5 separate regions of the Mus musculus genome follow, and regions 2, 3, 4 and 5 are each linked to region 1. The links are chromatin contacts, called in public HiCAR-type and promoter capture Hi-C maps. All regions are on one chromosome and are shown on one strand. Each heading gives the region's core, a stretch centred on a gene start, on an enhancer-like site or on the middle of the called end of the contact. The rest is flanking DNA. Distances are from core to core; before and after follow the strand shown. Region 1 holds the start of Nepro (nucleolus and neural progenitor protein). Region 2 holds the start of Tmprss7 (transmembrane serine protease 7). Region 3 holds the start of Gcsam (germinal center associated, signaling and motility). Region 4 holds the start of Cd200 (CD200 antigen). Region 5 overlaps Usf3 (upstream transcription factor family member 3).

Region 1 (2,591 bases), core at 49-2,548:
CTTCAAAAACAAAAAGTTGGATGTAACCGTGAAAACTACAGTATTTCGTAGCTGTGTCTCCCGGTAGCTGAATGTCCCTTCGTGATTAAACATCCTTCAAGCTTAGGTAGGCTGCTCTCGCTCTGGCGCACACCTTTAATCCCAGCACTGGGGAGGCAGAGGCAGGGGGACTTCTAAGTTCAAGGCCAGCCTGGTCTACAGAGTGAGTTCCAGGAAAGCCAGGGCTACACAGAAAACTCAGTCTCAAAAAACAAAAACAACAACAAAAAACTAAGGCAACCCAGGTATTAACTCACAATTCGAAAGACCCCCACCTCATTATAATATTTAGGTTTGAATATTTTATTACGTTTTGGGGGGGTCGGGGTTGTAGCACAGCATTAAATCCAGGGGGAGATGTAGAACATATTACTTGCAGAAGTTGGTTCTCGCTTTTTACCACGTGAATCCTGAGAATCCTCATTTCGGCTTGGCCATACGCATGGGCCCATCTTTTCGTCCCACCCACCCAATAGGCTTTTCTAAAGGATCATGGGAAGAACGTTCCAAACGAGAGCCGGCCCGTGATTTGGGAGCGGGTAAATCAAATCGCCCGATCCCTCTTATATGGTTAACACCTCCACAGCATATATACTAACAAACTAAATTAAAACTCACAACACAGACCCCACCCCCACACACATCTCTTTGCGAGTCCCTGTTTTCTAAACAAACTGCTCTAACTATCTCATTTTTCCCCACTTGAGAAGAACCGAGAGACCAGAGTAACTCCCTCGCCCAGTAAGGGGAAAACGAGCTCTTGTATTTTAGAGACAAGCCGGAGGTCCGAAGCCCCGGCGTACGGTACTTGGGTGACAGCCCCGATCCTTGGGGACAGCACAGGACCCAGGCAGCGTTTGGGGGCTACACATGCAGGGCCGGGACTAGTCGTGCTCTCCTGTTCCAGCACAGTCACGGCGAAGCCCAGGCGCTTGCCAGCAATCCTCATGCCACACTATCCAGGCCGGACCTTCCGCCTGGCGCTCCCCTTCCCGGCGTGCCCCGCGCTCAGGAAGTCCCACCCCGTCCCACGTGAGCCCGCCCGCCGGTTCCCGGAGACACGCTAGGACTTCCTTGCCGGCCACACTCACCCAGGGTGGCGCTGGGGTCCCGCACGGTCAGCGTGCTGCAGTTCCCCGCCTGGGGGATCCTCACGCGGTTCCACGGCTCCGCACCCGGCCGCACCGCAGCGGCCATCTCGAGCGGCGTGGGAGGGCCGGGGAAGGCCGAGCGGAGCGTGAGCGAGTTGAGCGGCCTGGGCAGGAGAGGGAGGGAGGGAGGGGACGAGGGCGGAGCGGGGCGGGCCGGAGGTGTGGGGCCCGCCCCGGGGCGGAGTCACGGCCCGTTAGACCCGCTGGGAAAGGAGAAACGTGTTAGAGTATTCTGAGGCTCCTACATTTTTAGAGCAACTTCGAAGCTATGCATTTTACTGATGGATCCGAGTGAGGCCCAGCCTTTTAACTCTTACTCGGATATTTTGAAAAGAAGAACTCGCATCATATCAGCAAATGTGACATTCGTCACGTAGTCACGATTTATTTGGAGTAGTCAAGGAAAACTATATAGCTTGGATATAGCTCAACTTCAATAATTACAAAAAACCCAGAGGTTGTCTTGACCACCCATTATCACCGTCATTTTCTCCGACAAAATATTCCAGGCTCTGCTGGTTCTGATCACTGATTACTGGTGATTGTTCGTTTTAAGTCCTTGGGGCCTTCTTGCTTCTGTTCATAAGGTTTCTTTCGCAGGGTGGAGAGGAGCAGTTGGTGGGCATTAAGTGAGACTGCCAAGTTGCTTCATTATGTCTGCGGATTACCATATATTATCCCAAAAAGGTAATTTCTTCAGACCTCAGTGTGCTTGGGGGTAAAGACTTCTTAGAACAGTGCCTGCTGTACAAATTTTTACTCTTACTAGACGTATTTAACGCAAGTAATCTTGCCCTACTGAGATGCTCTCTGTCCTGTGTGTTCCTTACAGATAATTGCTCGTTTTTGTTTTTGTTTTTTTGTTTTTTTTTTTTTTCTGTTTTTTTGGGTTTTTCGAGACAGGGTTTCTCTGTATAGCCCTAGCTGTCCTGGAACTCACTCTGTAGACCAGGCTGGCCTTGAACTCAGAAATCCTCCTGCCTCTGCCTCCCAAGTGCTGGGATTAAAGGCGTGTGCCACCACTGCCCAGCTTAATTGCTCTTTCATTTGAACCATTTTGAAACAATCTCACTTCTTCAGTCAGCTCTGGGATCACTATCTTTAATAACACTTCGTAAACTATCCTCACACCATAACGACTTAAATGCCCCTCTAATGCACTACCAAATTACCTGTGTGTTAGTTTCCTATTTGGGCTGTAACATATTACCACAGACTTAACAGAATCAACATAATGTTTCTGGACTTGTGGAAGACAGAAGATATTTTAGTTGGAGATGTGTCGTGTGTGCACGTTGGAGGCTAAGGGTAGTGGTCAGGGTCTTCCTTTACCACTACCCACCTTTGCTTCTGAGTCAGGCTCTCCCGCTGATCCTGGAACTCAGTGTTTGGTGATCAGTC
Region 2 (2,591 bases), core at 56-2,555, 970 kb before region 1:
CCCTGCCCTACTCCAGACCTCCCCACTCCCTGGAGCCTCAAGTCTCTCCAACAGTTTGGTGCTTCTTTTCTCACTGAGGACAGACCAGGCAGTCCTCTGCTATATACGTGTTGGGAGCTTTTGACCAGCTAGGGTATGCTGCTTGGTTGGTGGCTCAGTGTCTGAGGGATCTTAGGGGTCCAGATTGGTTGAGAATGCTGGTCTTCCTATGGGGCTGCCCTCCTCCACAATCCCTTCCAGCCTTTCCCTAATTCAACCACAGGGGCCCCAGACTTCCGTCCACTGGTTGGGTGTGAGTATTTGCATCTGTCTCTGACAGCTGCTTGTTGGGCCTCTCAGAGGGCAGCCATGCTAGGCTCCTGCCTGTAAGGACATCATAGCGTCTTAGCAAGAAACATTTAGAACTTTGCATTGAACGAACTTAATGTCATCAGTAAATCTGCCCACATCTAGAGTCTACCCTTAACAGTCAGATGCTTGTCTTGGCATATATCTCTTCACTCAAACTGGACTGTATTTTGTTTTTTTGTTTGTTTTTGAGATTGTATTTTAGTGACTTTTCTCTCTTCTCTTTCCTCCCCTCAAGCCTCCCATACACCCCATCCTTGAGTTCCTTCAAATTAATGTTCTTTCTCTTTATTAATCAATTGTCATTACAGACATATATGTATGTGTACATTGCTAAATATAACCCATCGAGTCCACATAAAGTTCCTGTCCTTCAGTTTCTGTCTCCAAAGTTCTAGGATTAAGAACCATGCCCGGTTTAATGGCTTGCTTTTTCTATAGTATAACCAGTGAAGACTTCTTGGCATAAGAAGAATAATCCTGCTGGTAGTCTGAGCAAACGAGCCAGGTGTTGTAGACTCAGAAAGGCTTGAAGAAGGCAGATGTGAAGAGCAAATGCAAGTGGACCATTCTGACGTTATATTTAAGATGAGGACACAGAGAGGTCAGTAGGAAGCTGTGTGCTTGGTTAACTCAATCTTAATAAGACTTGTCAATATGTTGGGACTGATGGATTGCCTTTCCGATAGGAACTGAGTCCTTGGCTCATCATAGAGCTACATACAGAAACCCATCCTTGTCAGTGACCTGCTGCATGCTAGGTCCCTTTAACTTTACAGTGAAGCAGGAAGACAGCTTCAGTTTCTGAACTGGACCCGGGTGGTAAGCTGATTCCGTTCCCCTGTAAGCTAGCTGAACAAACGGCAACTGCCTCTCCATTCTTTTCAAGCTAGCATGGGAGGAAGCGAGTGAACACGGGCCTGCAGACTTCCCTACGTGGTCACACACACGAGACAGAAAATGGATAAAGAAAAAAGTGATCCTTCCTGCAAGTCCTCAGACCTCAAAGTAAGTGCAGCCGTGGGAAGCCCTCACTCTCCGCTTGAACACTGTGTGCTGCTGGTGAAATGAATCTACGTGGCTGTAAAAACAAAGAAGACAAAAATAAATGCTTAAATTTTACAGTATTTAATAGGTTTTGTGAATGTGAGTTTGTTTTAAAGGACTGTAGATGGTAATTGGTTAATACTGTTTTTAGAAAAGTCCAGGGAAATTGTACTGATTGCTACATAAATTCCACTTTAAAATTTAATCACTAGTGCTAACCGAGACTGCCTATAATATGTTCTGGTACCTAAAGATCCAGCTTAGGCCCTGGCATTCTATATGTGTTGGCATTTCCATACACTTCTTTTACTCCTTCAGGAGTTATGCTTAAAAGTAGCTTTGACGCCACACTTAACTCTTCCTACAGTGGCTCATTTTCTTTCCAAAAGAACAAACTCACCCCTTCAAAAACCCACATCAAATGAAGTCTGTCCAGTTCACTTTCACCATGAGAGATAGAGACAGCTTTTCATTCCAAGGGTTGACAAGGATGCTTGGCAAAGAGAACGAGGGCATCATGAATAATGCAAAGTGTACTTGGCCCCATATTATCCCATTAGTTGGCAGGATTAAAGACTGGAAAATGTGGCAGTTGGACGGGAAGAAGGAGGAAGAGGGTGAGAGGATGAGGCAAGGGTAACAGAGATGGCCAGACAATTTACTTCTTCACCATTGTTGTTGGGTTTTTTTATTTGTTAATTTGGTTTGGTTTGGTTTGGTTTGGTTTGGTTTCTTTTGTTTAGTTTTGTTTGTTTTGTTTTGTTTTGTCTTTGTTTTTTTTTTCCTGTAATGCTGCTGTTAAAAGGATGTGTGTTTAAAAGTTATTTCATCACTGGAGTTTAGTTACCCTGACATGTATAAATCTCTTTGTCTAAGAAGCTAAACTCTCACATGCATTATTAAAGAATTCACAGAATCAAATGACAGAAGGTAGAGGAGAAAATAAGAGAGGAGGAGAGGAAACAGCTAAATAATGCATTTCCCCCTTTTCAAGCAATCCAATGCCCATAAACCAGCAATTTTACCAGCTAGTGAGTCATCTACTTCATTTCTCGCTTTTGTTTAGAAAGATTCTTTTATTTATGATTGAGAAACTGAGTCACCAACCAGTTTAGCGGCTGTCAATGACAAAAAGACAGTGTCGGCATCCAACCCTCCAGGCCAGCGAAAATAATCACACCTCTTTAGTTTGTCTC
Region 3 (2,591 bases), core at 45-2,544, 890 kb before region 1:
ATTTCTATACACTTCACCTTCTCATAGTAAATATACTTTGGTGCTACACCACTTAACCCCACAGCAAAGTTCTGAAACACGAAAGTGCAGGTATGTCATCTATCACTGCTTCTTCATCTATACCATATCTTCATTTTGCTTTCTCTCTCCTCAGGAATGCTTCCAGTCATCAGTCTAGCACTGAGTACCTGCTGTGTGCCAGAAACAAAGGCAAGAACCAGGCATTCACAAAGCAGTGAGCAGAAATTAAGAAGCAATTGTGCTTTACAGGATGTCACAGGGAGCTATAAGGGCAGCCATTCATAATCTTACTAAGGCTACTAGAAGCAGGAGGAGGCTTGGGAGAGTCCAGGGCAAATACTGGCTCTCTGGAAAAGACGTGAATACTGCCAAGCCTCCTTTGGGTAAGTAGCATTTGTGTAAGACGTCATTTTTCTATGTTCCCCTTTATATGTTATATAAGACCAAGGCAGCAAGGAAGACCCCCTGCCAGACCTCTATAGATCACCTAACTTTATACCATAGAAATTCTCTTATTTTGTGTGATCATATTTTCTTTTACATGTGTTCTCTTTGATTGAATGAAAAATTTGCTCTGAAAATTGAGAAGAGTCCCCCATCACTGAGACCTTCTCTGTCAGGGACCATGGTGCCACCATCTACACTTGGAACCTCCGGGTAGGATTATAAATTTTTTTTCCATTTAAAATGAGGAGACCAAAGTCCAGGAAGATGAAGGCAAGTCTTCTCCCTAGTGACAAGACCTTTTCCTTAACCCGCCTATAAGTGTACTAACTGCCGTCTCAACATGGCAGGAAATGTGGTGTTTATTTTAAATTTATAAAGACTCCCCGAAAGGGTGGGCACATATAACTCATTCAGGAACATCCAGGGCCCAAGAAAGGATGCCTTTCCCCAGCCCCAGGACAGCTGTTTCATTTCTTAGATGGACAGGAGTCCTCCTTTAATAAGTTCTTTCTCTCATTTCACCTGTTCTTATGTTCTCATTGTCTCTGTGTGTGAAAACCTGTAAGGATAGTCACATGGTGTATGGCTCAGGAGGGACTGAATTCTTGTCACACCCCTTCCCTAGTCCATTCACCCTAAAAGCTGTCCTCTTTTTTTCTTTCACCTCTGGCTCAGGTCTCTGCTCGCAGGAGGGAGTGAGCTCACCTGGTTGTCCTCTGCAAACAGTTCCCCATGAGGCAGGCCCCTCAGCACCTTCCCTCTGGTAGTCTCCACTTCCTTCTCAGCCGGCTTGCACCTTGGTCTGGCACTGTGCTCTGTAACTGGCAGTTTCCGACTGACAGTAGCTTCAGAGCTGCTCTGGTCACCCGTGTAGAGTCAGAAAGAGGAGGTGCCTGCTGGATGGTGGAGGAAGAGGCTGAGGGGGAGATGAGAGGCACATTTGTGTGTCTTGAAAGACCAGGGCCTTGATGCACCAGACTATTAACCAAAGGAAAAAAAGGTTGGTTAGGGAGAGGGTTAGCCACTAGGGAGTCCCAGGCTTTTCCTAACGGAGGAACCATGGGAGATTTTCCATGGCAGACACCTGTATTTAGTAAGAAAGTCAAATGGGAGAGGATCATTGTTTAGAAGCAAACAAAACAAAAAAGTCTGAAATATCAAATACCCCCCCTCAAAAAAAAAAAAAAACTCCAAAAGGGAAAACAGAATCAAGCCACAGTCTAGCTGGGCATATATAAACTTTCAAAATGTACTCACGAGCACATATACTGGAGTAACTGTACAAACAAGGCAAGTTGAGAGGGACCATTGCTGAGTGAAGTGGCCACAGAGCCATAGAGAGGGGAATCATAGGGTAAAATGGTTTGATGTGGGAAATGGGAAAAATAGGAGCACTCTAATTACTGTGTGTGTGTGTGTGTGTGTGTGTGTGTGTGTGTGTGTGTGTGTGAAGGATGATAAATCCAGAAGGAAGAAGGTAAAATAACAGTAAGGATGGCTGAAAAAGTCATAAGGAGTCATACTACTAGCTCTCTACCTAAAAATACCTGTAGTTATGGAAGTCCGTGCATAAATATATTGGTTTAAATAAAAATTCCCCATCTTGTCTGACAATGCCTCCTCCAAAAGTCAAAATTCATCTAACCGAAACGGCAGCACCACCCTTTATAAATCATCTTTTGAGCTGTTGGTTAGGGCTATCAAAGACTCCCTAAACACAGAGCCTTATTGCTATTGCTCTTGGCTGCCCTCTAAAGGCAGAATTTGAGTCCATATTGCTGCAGATACCTTGCATTTCAGAGGCCCAGACTCCCAGGACCCAGAAATAACCTGAATATCTCCTGGACTGCTTGCCAGGAGCACCCCACTCCCTGCACAGACAGGTGGCAATGATATTAGGAAAGGATCTTGTTCTTTGTCTCCACCGTAGTGGCTGTGTGTCTGTGCCTTCTTTACTATGGTACTAAGGATGTGTAAACTGTATATAAGTTATACTGCTTAAATGAATCCTGGGACTGCAATCATCGTTTGAATGATGGTTGTTTCTTGTTTGGTTACTCATTTGTTCATCCCGTCAACAAGTGTGTGTTGAGAACCTACTGTGTGCCGAGGACCTTGGGCTC
Region 4 (2,591 bases), core at 59-2,558, 680 kb before region 1:
ACTCTGGGCTTTCCATTATCTGGTTCTTGACCATCCAGGCAATATAGGTACAAGCTCTCTCTTATAGGGTGGGCCTCAAGTTAAACTAAACATTGGTTGGTCACTCCCTCACATTTTCTACTAAAATCTCATAGGCAGGACATATTGTGGGTAGAGGATTTAGAGGCAGGTTTAGTGTCCAGGTTTGTCTTTTCATGGTCTGTAGAATACCTTCTCACACCAGAGAGACTAGAGTCTAGAGTCCAAACCTCAGCTCTAGCCTCTCTATGTTCAGTGAGCTGAATGAAAGTTGACCTCAGCAATGGGTCCCACTGTCAGGTTTTAGAGGGTGACCTTCAGTTGTAGGTCCCAAGTCTCTCTCTCCTCTCTCTCTCTTTCTCGATCTCTCTCTCTCTCTCTCTCTCTCTCTCTCTCTCTCTCTCTCTCTCTCTCTCTCTCTCTCTCTGCTTTATACTTGTGATTGAAGATGTGATCTCTCTGGCAGCCTGGTACCATGCCTCCTGGTCACTTAGAGACTCTCCTCCTGTAGCTATAAGCCCAACAAATCTTTTTCCACAGGTTTCTACTCTAGTACAGAAACAGAAATGTCACCAATATAGTCAATCGTTTCTGTAAAGCTTTCATCAAGGAAAAACCTCAGTTCCAGGGCTTCCTGTGACTCATTTGATCTGTCCCTTGGTTCTCATCTGTTTTAAGGAATACTGCAGGACAATCTGATTAGCAGAAAGAAAGTGCTTTTGGGTTTTCAGGAAGTGTGTTCACAGGTAACTCTGAGCCCTTAGGACCTCTAAAGCTCTAGATGAGGTACCTGGTAACCACACACACACACACACACACACACACACACACACACACACTCGCACTGGCCTTTAATATAACAAATCGTAAAATAAAGTTTTCCTTTTTTTTTTCCCCCAGGGTGTCTGTATGAAGCTCCTTACCTTCCCCCTACACACACACACACACACACACACACACACACACACACTATTGTTCTGTTCTCCGTGTTTATCTTTTGCTGTACAGAACCACAGGATGCACCAGGTTTCTGACTCAAATTACTGTCCACTCAAGTTAGTTCCCACTCTGATTTTTCTGTATGGACTACGTCACCCTATACTGCCATTTGGCACGGGAGAGAGGCCAGTGATGGGAATGCAGACGAAACATGCATACACATGTAAAATAAGATAAATAAATCTAAAATGAAAAAAATATAGAGTGATTCTTTCACATTTTTGCTATATTACTCTAAAAGGCGAGAACCTGGCGGGGGCGGGGGCAGGGGCTAGGGATGAGGTTGTAGAGGGCGTGGTTGGTTGGTCGTCTCTTCCTCCACACTAGAGGAGCTGTAGAGTCTGCCTGTGCAGTGGAGGGGGCTCTCTCTACGGCGAATAGTAGTGTCCCTGCTCACAGGTGTTGCGGAGATATCCTCCATCGTGGAAGAGCTCAGACCCCGAGAAGCTGGTGTCTAGCTGCGGCCCAGAGCAAGGATGGGCAGTCTGGTGAGTGGAATCTGAGATGCGAAGGAGGGCGGAATGGGCGATCTGGAGCCGCGGCTCTCAGAAGCCAGTGGAGCCTGCGAGAAAAGCAAGGAAGCTGTTCTTTGGAGAAGTGGTATCCGGGGCTCGGAGCTCTGTAAGGAGGCACCGGCCGGAGAAAGCCCGGGGAACGCGTGTATCTAGGGTGGGCGGCTTTGCTCCTTGCTGCGATTCCATTGCGAAAACACGGCCTGAGCTCCATGGCTCCCAGAAGGGGAGGAGTAGCTCTTTGCGTCCCCTATGTTGGTCCTTAACCTGCAGCAGGGGTGTAGCCTAGTAATCTCGCTTGCTCTCTTTCTCACCCCCTCTCTTGCTGCATTTCTGCTCCTTGCCTAGGAAACCATGAAGCATCTAGCAGTACTGCAGCGAGCAAGCCACAGCTTAGTGGTCTTGTTAAATGCCAAGGTATTTAGAGGAGAGGCCGACATTTTGAGTCTTTGGTACTGTTTACAAGGCAGAAAATTTTAAAAGGAAGGGTGGTCATACGCCTTATTCTTTATACACACGGAATTGGTAGAATTGAATGCGAATCTAAACGCAATTAAACCCCAGGTACCACTTTTCATCAGGCTGACAAAGACCGACTTGTGTTACCTTTCTTAACAAAGAGGAATGTGGATCTGTCAGCTAGATGCTCTTAATGTTCAAACAAGGAATTGCTTTCTGTTTTACAAAGAATCGGAGAGAGAGGTTCTTTTTTTTCTCTCCAAGTCTCTGTGGCTGCAATGAAATAAGGTACAAAATCAGACCTAGAAAGAATAGGGGAATGGGGCTATGCACCTAGCAGCTGTGGAGTTGTCAGCTAAGACCCAGGAGCTAATGAACATCCACCTTCTTGATAAGAATTGTAGGAGGATTTTTTTTTTTGAATCTTCATGATTGGACTCTCTAGTTAATTCTTGATTGGTTAATCTTTTAGCATCCGTTAAATTCTGGGCACTGTCTTCAGGGTTTTAACCGTGGAATTGTCACCTCACACCTGTGATATTGCTGCAGCACTGACTTGCTGGGTTTGCAGTAGGCAAGCTCCTAGGATCTTTACCATTCAAA
Region 5 (2,591 bases), core at 43-2,542, 530 kb after region 1:
ACTCCAAGATGTTTAGCTCTTCTAAAGTTCAGAGAAATCAAATGGCAATTCTATTTCAATACCAAAAAACAAAACAAACAAAAAACCCACAGAAACATACTTTACTGGATGTTGTAGATGAAAGGAGATCTAAGGAAATAGAACGCAAGTTGGAGATCCCAACACTAGGAGGGCAGAGCCAGGAGGATCATGAGTTGGGGCCAGCCTGGGAGGCCTGGCAGGTGCCAGACTAGCATGAGCTTCAGAGTAAGCTGCCGCTGGTAAAGCACTTGGCCAGCATGAAGGAAGAGAACACACTGCCCGATCCTCTCCAGAAACGGCAAAGGCCAAACACTAGTCTAAGTAGCAGATGCAAAGCACAGTTAGGCTTCCTTCAATTTCCAAGTGTCACAAGTCTCAGTTATCCATGGAGACTCCCTAAAGTGTGAGTGTGAAAAATATATGAAGACCATGAATTTTCCTCTTTCTTCCTTCCTTCTTTTTCCTCTTGGCCCTCTCTCTTTTCAGACAGTCTCATTATGTAGTCCAGGATGGCCTCAAACTTGTAATCCCCCTGCCTCAGCTTCCTGAATGTTGGGATTATGGCATACACCACTACCTGGTTAGAAACTGATGTCCTATAGGGCAATCTACAGGTAAATGGGAAAAGCCTGGAGACAGGAGAGTTAACACACGCGCACAGTTGTACAAGGTCAGCAGTCCTACTGGGGATTCCCTTCTCCTCGCTGACTTTCCATAGTTTGAAAGGGAAAATGTTCCCGAGACACACTGAACCTTCCAAAAGAGGCCACCAAGGTAGCGTACCTGTTGGGCTACAAGGGAAAGATAGAAATGCAACACTCCCCATGACCCCTCTTCTGGGAAGGGGGAGGAAGGGAGGTAGTAAGTATAGAAGTAAACTCAGAAACCATGGGTTTAAAACCTGGCTGTACCCCTTCCTAGCTGTTCACTTGTGGGCAGACTCTTGGAACTTTAGTTCTACATAACTGGGCTGCTTTGAGAAGGGAGCGAAAGAATGTCAGGAAGGCACAACGCACACATGCACGCACGCATGCATGCACGCGGTGCCTGGAAGCAACAAGGGCCTAGGAAATGCTCTATTTCACAATAAGCCCCAGCCCTAGAAAGGAGGAGGGCAGAAGGAGGGAAGGCAGACAAGAAGCTGACAGGAAACACTGACTGATACGGCCTTGGAGAACATGGAGTCACAACTCATTTCCAGGCCTAGCAAGATGGCTTAGCAGGTGAAAGTGTCTGCTACCAAGCCTGACAATCCGAGTTCCATGCCGAGACTCACACAGAAAGAGGAACCGACTCCTGCCGAGTTGTTTCTAAATGCCACACACGTCATGCATGGGGTGTGCACACCACAATTAAAAAAAAAAAAAAAGTCTTACAATGTTTTTCAAAAACAACTCACTTCTGCAGCCTGTTCCTGTTCCACCTTTCCTTCTAGCTGGTGAAGCTGCCTAAGGCCGAGAGAAGCCCTGCAGTGGATGAGCACGGAACTGTAATGTGGGGACAAGCCAGCAAGCAAGCACACAAATGACCCATCTCCCTTCTCACCCAGGGGCTTGCAGAGTTTCTTCACTTTAGATTCCTGGCTTCCAACACCTCCTCTTTCTGATTCAAATCTATCATCTTCTGCCAGAAGATGGTCTCTATAGGTTATGTTTTCTTCTTACTACAAAAAAGAAAAACCAATGAGTGTTTATAGCCACCAAGTATCCATGAGATGAAGCTGGCAACTGATAGCATGCAGGCAAGTTTTAGTGGCAAGAAGAATATCCCTGGTCATTCCCCACCACTGGAGAGCAAGTGAATGCAGTTACTCTCAAAACACCCTTCTCCAGTGGGTAAACCATAAGGGGGGGGCGGTCTTACAGGCAAGGGACAGCATGTATACAGGTTCTTTTAATTCTGTACGCTCATGGTCCCTTGGGCCCTCACTACCCATGGATTTCTAAAGACCTCCATGTTATGTCTAATATTAAGACCCACCGTCAATTCGAAAATTATCTTTCCTTCCATTTCCCATTTCCCTTACTTAAATTTTATTTCTTCTTCACATGTGTATATACATTGTGTGGTGCATGGTTACAAGTGTGTGGGCACATGTGAGTATATGTGAGAATGCGCACACACGAGGAGCTCCAAGGGTGATGCCCTCTGCTTTATCCTTTTAGTGGCAATGACTCTCAATGGGACTCAGAGTTTCCTGTCAATATGGCCAGTCTCCATAGGCACCCTGTCTCCACAGTCCGAGCCACCATGCCCACCTGGTATGTGTGGGTTTTGGGGATTCTAACTCTGGTCCTCTTGCTCCCTTAGGAAGGTAGGCTAAAGACCTGTGAACAGAGGAGGGGACATAAGACACACTTCACAGCTCTGTGCCAGACCTACAAGTGAGGAAGAGCAGGGGGTCTAGAATTCTAAGTCTTCCTAGGAGATGCCCCTTTCTCCTTTCTTCTCTTTCTTTCTGCTCAGAAAGTCTGAGAACCTTAGTTCTATTTTAGGATAATGTTTCCCAAGCATAGATAATAAGAATTACCTCATTGTGCTTTCTGTCTGTGGATTTCATGTCTATGAGT

The links. Promoter capture Hi-C pulls out the DNA fragments that hold promoters and counts their contacts. HiCAR-type assays count read pairs that join an accessible place to other places.
Region 2: a contact with region 1 is called in a HiCAR-type map of astrocytes, with 2.6 times the contacts expected there. The contact joins the promoter of Tmprss7 here to the promoter of Nepro in region 1. A contact is called at or near these places in 1 of 484 Hi-C or Micro-C datasets (cortical neurons) and 3 of 115 datasets of contacts at active chromatin or transcription factors (astrocytes, large pre-B cells and pro-B cells).
Region 3: a contact with region 1 is called in a promoter capture Hi-C map of 3T3-L1-derived adipocytes, with 4 times the contacts expected there. The contact joins the promoter of Gcsam here to the promoter of Nepro in region 1. A contact is called at or near these places in 10 of 39 promoter capture datasets (the 3T3-L1 cell line, 3T3-L1-derived adipocytes, the HPC-7 cell line and 6 more), 1 of 484 Hi-C or Micro-C datasets (cortical neurons) and 4 of 115 datasets of contacts at active chromatin or transcription factors (astrocytes, bone marrow-derived macrophages, embryonic forebrain and 1 more).
Region 4: a promoter capture Hi-C map of pre-B cells shows a contact between it and region 1, with 3 times the contacts expected there. The contact joins the promoter of Cd200 here to the promoter of Nepro in region 1. A contact is called at or near these places in 7 of 39 promoter capture datasets (the 3T3-L1 cell line, 3T3-L1-derived adipocytes, the C10 cell line and 4 more), 3 of 484 Hi-C or Micro-C datasets (CD4 T cells and cortical neurons), 4 of 115 datasets of contacts at active chromatin or transcription factors (astrocytes, bone marrow-derived macrophages, embryonic forebrain and 1 more) and 1 of 9 other capture datasets (adipose tissue).
Region 5: a promoter capture Hi-C map of hematopoietic stem and progenitor cells shows a contact between it and region 1, with 3 times the contacts expected there. The contact joins the enhancer-like site here to the promoter of Nepro in region 1. A contact is called at or near these places in 7 of 39 promoter capture datasets (the 3T3-L1 cell line, 3T3-L1-derived adipocytes, the C10 cell line and 4 more) and 3 of 115 datasets of contacts at active chromatin or transcription factors (acute myeloid leukemia, bone marrow-derived macrophages and embryonic limb bud).

The regions. Positions count from the first base shown.
Region 1 is chr16:44,723,008-44,725,598 of GRCm38.p6, reverse strand. It overlaps Nepro (nucleolus and neural progenitor protein), which reads right to left and starts at 1,298. Exons shown (of 9, transcript NM_145972.4): 1 at 1,131-1,298. The coding sequence starts at 1,236.
Region 2 is chr16:45,692,372-45,694,962 of GRCm38.p6, reverse strand. It overlaps Tmprss7 (transmembrane serine protease 7), which reads left to right and starts at 1,305. Exons shown (of 18, transcript NM_172455.3): 1 at 1,305-1,356. The coding sequence starts at 1,309.
Region 3 is chr16:45,609,143-45,611,733 of GRCm38.p6, reverse strand. Gcsam (germinal center associated, signaling and motility) reads right to left here and starts at 1,294. Exons shown (of 5, transcript NM_008099.4): 1 at 1,174-1,294. The coding sequence starts at 1,202.
Region 4 is chr16:45,407,770-45,410,360 of GRCm38.p6, reverse strand. Cd200 (CD200 antigen) reads left to right here and starts at 1,308. Exons shown (of 6, transcript NM_010818.3): 1 at 1,308-1,505. The coding sequence starts at 1,494.
Region 5 is chr16:44,197,997-44,200,587 of GRCm38.p6, reverse strand. It overlaps Usf3 (upstream transcription factor family member 3), which reads right to left. Exons shown (of 8, transcript NM_001029889.2): 2 at 1,567-1,684; 3 at 1,421-1,469. Among named protein-coding and RNA genes, the nearest start is that of Usf3, 26 kb to the right of the region's middle. Within about 2 kb of position 1,292, at least 65 of the 459 cell types and tissues checked have an H3K27ac peak or open chromatin away from gene starts, as enhancers often do. A contact at or near this core is called in acute myeloid leukemia, bone marrow-derived macrophages and hematopoietic stem and progenitor cells, where this site is marked.